Regions from separate parts of the Mus musculus genome. Here region 1 is linked to region 2. Evidence: chromatin contacts called from public HiChIP or PLAC-seq data. All regions are on one chromosome and are shown on one strand. Each heading gives the region's core, a stretch centred on a gene start, on an enhancer-like site or on the middle of the called end of the contact. The rest is flanking DNA. Distances are from core to core; before and after follow the strand shown. Region 1 holds the start of Pglyrp2 (peptidoglycan recognition protein 2). Region 2 holds the start of Notch3 (notch 3).

Evidence for each region. HiChIP or PLAC-seq counts read pairs in DNA pulled down with a chosen protein or histone mark.
Region 1: a contact with region 2 is called in an H3K4me3 HiChIP or PLAC-seq map of embryonic stem cells, with 21 read pairs. The contact joins the promoter of Pglyrp2 here to the promoter of Notch3 in region 2. A contact is called at or near these places in 11 of 39 promoter capture datasets (the HPC-7 cell line, HPC-7-derived erythroid cells, embryonic stem cells and 5 more), 2 of 115 datasets of contacts at active chromatin or transcription factors (both in embryonic stem cells) and 1 of 9 other capture datasets (liver).

The regions. Positions count from the first base shown.
Region 1 is chr17:32,419,437-32,422,780 of GRCm38.p6, reverse strand. Pglyrp2 (peptidoglycan recognition protein 2) reads left to right here and starts at 1,806. Exons shown (of 5, transcript NM_021319.5): 1 at 1,806-1,981. The coding sequence starts at 1,918.
Region 2 is chr17:32,165,406-32,168,806 of GRCm38.p6, reverse strand. Notch3 (notch 3) reads left to right here and starts at 1,917. Exons shown (of 33, transcript NM_008716.3): 1 at 1,917-2,131. The coding sequence starts at 2,014.

The DNA of each region.
Region 1 (3,344 bases), core at 557-3,056, 250 kb before region 2:
AAATCAATCAATCAATCCAGGGAATCCAATGACTTCTTTTGTCTTTCATAGGCATGGCCCTCCTGCAAAAACCCACACATATATACACAATTAAAATAAAAGGGCTGGAGAGATGATTTGGTGGGTCAAGGCATTTTGTTGTGCAAACCCTGACAACTGGAGTTCTCTCTCTAGATCTCCAAGAGGAAGGAGAAAACTGACTTCCAAAAGTCGTCCTCTTACCTTCCCTTGCATGCTGTGGTACATACACATAGCCCATGAGCACACACTACACACGTATACACAATAATAATACTGATAGGTTATTTCTTTGTAGGTGAAATGAGCCAATTCAAGCCAGATTAGAATATATTAAAGGCATGTTTATTGGGGAGGGGGGACACAAGGGCCTGAAGTGTATATTTTACATATCAAAGCAGAGCTGGTCTTCGGTCTCTTACCTGGTATACCCTGTCCCCAAACCATGAACTTTCCAGCCCAGGCAGAGCTGCCCTTCCCCCAGGTGCTCCTCATATAATCCAAACATTTTGCATTTTGTGCTCTCTCTCTCTCTCTCTCTCTCTCTCTCTCTCTCTCTCTCTCTCTCTCCCTCTCTCCCTCTCTCCCTCTCTCCCTCTCTCCCTCTCCCTCTCTCCCTCTCTCCCTCTCTCCCTCTCTCCCTCTCTCCCTCTCTCCCTCTCTCCCTCTCTCCCTCTCTCCCTCTCTCCCTCTCTCCCTCTCTCCCTCTCTCCCTCTCTCCCTCTCTCCCTCTCTCCCTCTCTCCCTCTCTCCCTCTCTCCCTCTCTCCCTCTCTCCCTCTCTCCCTCTCTCCCTCTCTCCCTCTCCCTCTCCCTCTCCCTCTCCCTCTCTCTCTCTCTCTCTCTCCTCTCCTCTCCTCTCCTCTGTACTTTCGTTTTTGCCCTTTCTCTATTTTCTCCCCACCCCACCCCCATGGTGACTTCCCTGGCCTTAGTCCTTAGAACCAGTGAACTCACCTAAAACAGCTTCCCAATCAACCTGCCTTTATTATATTCAAATCTGGCTTGGATTGGCTCATTTCATCAGCAGAAAAATAGCCTATCAAAGACTTTCAGTTGTGTGTGTGTGTGTGTGTGTGTGTGTGTACAGACACACATACACACACACACTTTATTTGATACAAGGTTTTCTCTGTAGACCATGTTGGCCTCAGACTCAGAGATCCACCTGTCTCTGACTCCTGAGTGCTGGAATTGAAGTCATGGGCCACCACTGCCTGGTTTAAACACAGGAGTGGATGGTTTTTGGTTTTTGGTTTGGGGGAGGTCTTTTGTTGGTGGTGTTTGTTTGTTTGTTGTTTTGGTTTGCTTGAAACAGGTTCTCTCTACATAGCCCTTGGCTGCCCTGAAACTCATTAAAGTCTTTTAAAACATATTTTAGAATACATAAAATAAGATAAAATAAATAAAATGTAAAAGGGGGGGCTGTAGACCAGGCTGGACTTTAACTCACTAAAGTCTTTTTAAAAATATTTTAGAACAAATAAAATAAGATAAAATGTAATAAATAAATAAATAAATAAATAAATAAATAAATAAATAAATAAATGGAAGCTGGGGACACAGCTCAAAGGCACAGTGCTTGCCCAGCTTGCTTAACTCCCTAGGTTTAATCCCAATTCTGCAAAATAATAATAATAATTGATTATAATTTTACATTTCTGGAGTGTGAACTTCCCAGTCTACGGACTTCTTTTGGCAGGGACCTGTCTTGTTGACCCATCACGTCACTCTGGACGGGGACAGGACTTTGAGACCAGATAACCTTGACCTAGGCTCTCTACTCCCACACAACCTTACCTCGCTGGGGTGACTGCGACAGGTTAATTCTCATGCTCCTATCCTCCTAGGGCCTCCGAGGTTCTCTGCTGGGTCTGTGCCCTGGAACTGGAGACCCACCATGAAGGCCTGGGGTGCCCTCTGGATCGTGCTTGGATTGCTGCTGTGGCCAGAGCCAGGGGCAGGTGAGTCCGAGGATAGAGGCCTGGGGGGGGGGGGCACTTGCTTTGTTCAACCCTAATGGGACAAGGTTCCAGCTCTTAGCAAACTGCCATGCTGGCACCTTACATGACTCAAGTCCTATAGAATCAAGGAAGGGATGCCAGAAAGACCTGGAGACCTGGAGGCAAAAGTTAAGGATAATTTCCTGGAGAAGAGATACACAGAACCAGGATGGGAGGAAGGAGAGCTTGGATTGGTTGAGAAGTAGAAGAGAAAGGATATTTTACACAGAAAAGAGCCAAGTTACAGAATGCATTGCCCACAAAAGAGCACCAATTCCAGACACTAGGATTAAAATGACCTTGAGGCTCTAGATGTACAAACACTTGTTTCCAGAACATAGGAGCTGAAGCAGGAGGCTCATGAGTTGGAAGGTCAGCCTGGACTATATAATGAGTTAGAGGCCAGCCTCCAATATAGAAGCAGCCCCTGCAACAAACAAAACAACCTACCTTCTCAGATGCACATCACACCTCCTCCACTTCCTAGCTGGGTAACCTGAAGCAACTAACATGACAGTTCCATTTCAGATGCTTCATCTGTAACAGGAAGCTAATGAGATATACCGTATAATGCTTTGTGAGGATTAAATAGGTTAAATACGTCACTGGCACATGATAAGTGGTTCAATAAACATTGGCAATTATCCAACAACCCATAACTCTGCTGTGGACCTGATAACCAAACATTTCTAACTTCTACTTGTTTGTTTGCTTCTTCCTTCCTTCCTTCCTTCCTTCCTTCCTTCCTTCCTTCCTTCCTTCCTTCCTTCCTTCCTCTCTCTCTCTCTCTCTCTCTCTCTCTCTCTCTCTCTCTCTCTCTCTCTTTCTTTCTTTCCTTCTTTCGTTCTTCAAGACAAGGTCTTACTACAGCTCTGGCTATCCCAGAACTCGATCTATAGATCAGGCTGGACTCAAACTCAGAGATGAGCTGCCTCTGCTGGGATTAAAGGCGTGTGCCAGTATTCCTGGCTTGCATTCCTTTTCTTAAAGAGGGGAAAACCCATCCTCCTCCCCCACCTTTGGTTACTCGTTTGTCTGTTCACCTGTCTGTGTGTCTGTCTGTTTGTCTGTCTGAGACAAGATCCCACTCTGTAGCCAGGATGGCAGGGAACTATGTAGTTCAGGTTAGCCTTGAACTTGTAGTGATCCTCCTGCCTCAGCACTTTTAAATGAGGTGATTACAGGCATGACCATAGCAACTCTTATCAAGGAAAGCATTTCATTGGGGCTGGTTTATAGGTTCAGAGGTTTAGTCCATTTTTAGCGTGGTGGAAAGCATGCTACACAGACATGGTAGTGGAGGAGCTGAGAGTTCTACAACTTG
Region 2 (3,401 bases), core at 668-3,167:
CACTCTTTCAAACAACTGACCTCAAACTAAGGCTGAGGTGAAGATCTGGGATCCAGTCTTCGGTCCACAAAGAAGCTATAAGGGATGTTATTCGGAATAACCATAAAACTTTGAGTAGAAACTTGGGTGAGGACTGGAGATGTGGTTACATGGTAGAGTGTCTCCCTTACACACTGGAAACCCCAGGTTCTGGCCCCAGCATCACAAAAATCAGGCATGGAAGCTCATACCCTTAATCCTAGCACTGGGAGGCAAAGCCAGGAAGACTGGGACTTCTAGGTCATTCTGGTTTCAGTAAGTTCAAGGCCAGTCTGGGTTGCACGAGACTCTGCCTGAAAAGGAGAAGCCCCCAAAGTAGGACAACAACGAAGTGGGCCTGAAAGACTGTTCAGTTGTTAAGAGAGCAGCAGCAGCAGCAGGAGGATCTGATTTCAGATTCCAGTTGTCTCATGTAACAAGCTGGCTATTCCACAAATGACCATAACTCCAGCTTTGAGGGGTGCAGTGCCTTCCCTGGTCTCTGCATATGCAGGTACTCACACTAGTGCACACACACACACACACACACACACACACACACACACACACACACACAGAGAAACACACACACACAAATAAATCTTTAAAAAGTGTATCCGTGACTGTCCTGGAATTTGCTAGGTAGACCAGGCTGGCTTTGAATTCACAGATCTATCTGCCTTTGCCTCTGGAGACCGTGTGAACCATGACATCTTCCCCAATTAACAAAAATACACTTATTTATTATGTAGCCAGTTGGGGGGGGGGGCGCGGCAGGGAGGGGAGATGGGCCCTCTACAATGTAGAGATCAGAGGACAACTTGTGGAAGTTGTTCTCTCCTCCCACTACAGGAGTGTCTGTGTATGCCCTTCCAGGATTATATGGGTCCTCTGTTTCAGTCCTTTGGTCTCCTAGTGATGGAGATGTTCAAGAACGGCACCCTTCACCCGACTCCTGAGATTTCCCCTGAATGCACCTCTAGAGCTTCCATTCTCACTTCACACAGAGGGAGTGTTCAGAGCCTTTGCAGGTCTCCTGGATGTAAAACTCAGTGAATGGCAACGAAATGATAGGCCTCATGGTAAAACCATGTAGAGTGTGGGATGTGCTAGGAGCTGGTGTGGATTTTTTTTACAAAGTATTTTATCTTATTTCTTGCGCACATAAGCGTGTGTGTGTGTGTGTGTGTGTGTGTGTGTGCGCGCGCGTGCGTGCAAGCATTCGAGCACAGTGTGTGTAGGAGTGCATGTGTATCACGGGGTACATGTGGCAGTCAGAAGACAATGTATGTGTTGGTTTTTTTATTTTAGCATGGGAGGCCCAGGAATTGAACTCGGGTGTCTGTGATTGGCAGCAAGCACCTTTCCCTCTTCGGTAGACCTTTGTGATCTTCACATTGTAGGAGAGCTGCACACAGGTACATGAGACTCATATCCACGAAACCCCTGGCCAGATTGTAAATGCTGCCCGCCCGGGTTTGTGGCGCAGTTGGAGCCTGAGTTTTGAGGTGATTGATGTTTAGTGTCCCCATGAAACTTCTATATGGTTTGCATGGGTGCGGCTACTTTTGTTCATTGGCCTCTCTACACCCAGGTTTAGAGGGTTTGGAGTCAGGGGTGTTTGCGTTTGTGTCATGACTGTGTGTGTGAGCCCTGGCTTTGGTTGTGTGCTGGAGGATAAGGATGGATGTGCTCACGAGCTGGATACCTGTCACGTCACGCAGGTTAAGCCCGCATCTCTTGTGGCAGACCTGAGTGTACCGAGGTCTGCAAGTCCCAGGCTTGGCGGGTAGAAGGGTCGGACCCCAGGAGGCCGGGCAGGGGGCGGGGGCGCTCAGAGCCGGCCCCGGGGCGGGGCGAGCCGCCCAGGCCTGGGGGCGGGGCAGCCCGACAGCCTCACTTCGGCGAAGTTGGCGGCGCGGAGGCTGGCCCGGGACGTGCCCGGAGCCCTGGGAAAGAGGGAGGAGGGAGGAGGGAGGGTCGTGGCCGGCCGCCATGGGGCTGGGGGCCCGGGGCCGCCGCCGCCGTCGTCGCCTGATGGCCTTGCCACCGCCACCACCGCCCATGCGGGCGCTGCCCCTGCTGCTGCTGCTAGCGGGGCTGGGGGCTGCAGGTGAGGGATCAGGGACTCGGAGGGTGGGACTGGGGTTGCAGGGGCGGGGAAGCAAAAAAAAAAAAGTATATATATATATATATATATTCTCCTAAGTTTGGAATTTAGAGGACCTGCCCCCCCAGGATTAAAGCCGGGGCAGAGATGCAGCAGCTGGGGGTGTGTATCAGTCATGGGGTTCGCACAGATTCATGATGGGAAGGCAGGATCCTAGAGGCCCAAGGAATCGAGACCCTTGAATGAATCAAGAGTCCAAGAGTAGGAGCTGGAGTTGTGGGAATCTGGGGCTGAAATTCGGAAGCGAGGTGTACCAAAAGTTTCAGGCTCACCCCATCCTACTTCTGCCTGGAGTCCTGGGAAGGTTAGGATGGGGGCTCAAGGACCCCCCAAGGCCTAGGACCCCTTGCACAAAAGCGCCTCCCCTATCCCGGGCGGGCCGTGAAGGGGGGGGGGGGACAAGGAGGGGGCGCGGAGTTCTCGGAGCTCTGAACTCGGAGAAAACGTCTCATGTTGGAGAGCTGCAAGACCCGGCGCTGGAGCGCGAGAAGCAGGAGCTGGAGCCCTTGCGAAGCCCGCGCCCCCTCCCCCGCGTGCCGCCCGATCCCTCTTCAGGCCGCCGGGATCCCGTAGTCTCGGGACCCCGTCTCTGTGCCGGGAGGAGAAGGGGCGAGGTCCACGTGCTCATCTCCAGCTTCTGGGCCCCCATCCCTGTGGCCGCAGCCCCTCCCCAGCATGCCTGGGCCCCCCTCCCCTCTTCCTCCACTCTGAGCTCCCCTCCCCCGCTCGGGACAATGGCTTCGCCGTCTAGACACCCCCTCCCCCCGGCCGGCCTCACGCTTTCTTTGCCAGACAAAGCGGGACCCACGAAGGGCCAGAGCGGGGACTGAGGGGGCGCCCCCACCCCTGCCCCGGGAGGCCTGATCAGCGGGGGAGGGGCATAGGCAGTTGGCTGTGGCCAGGGGTTCTAGGGCTCCTATGGTGGGACTCAGTGCTGGGCCGGGTGAGAGTTGCATAGAGAGTGGCTTAGCCTCTAGGCTCTACTAGGCAGGACTGGGCAGGAGCCACCGCCCCCGCGGGGCCAGTGCAGACTCATGGCCTGTCACACATAGAAAGGGAAAAAAATGCATGTGCACAGGTTTAGTACAGCCATAGATGCACACTTGGCACACACAAGACACACCTATGTGTTTGCTGCTCACATGTTGATGTGCATTCAGGCATAGGTCACCCAAGACCTGCTAGGCATTCATGTTCAAGGTCACATTTATAG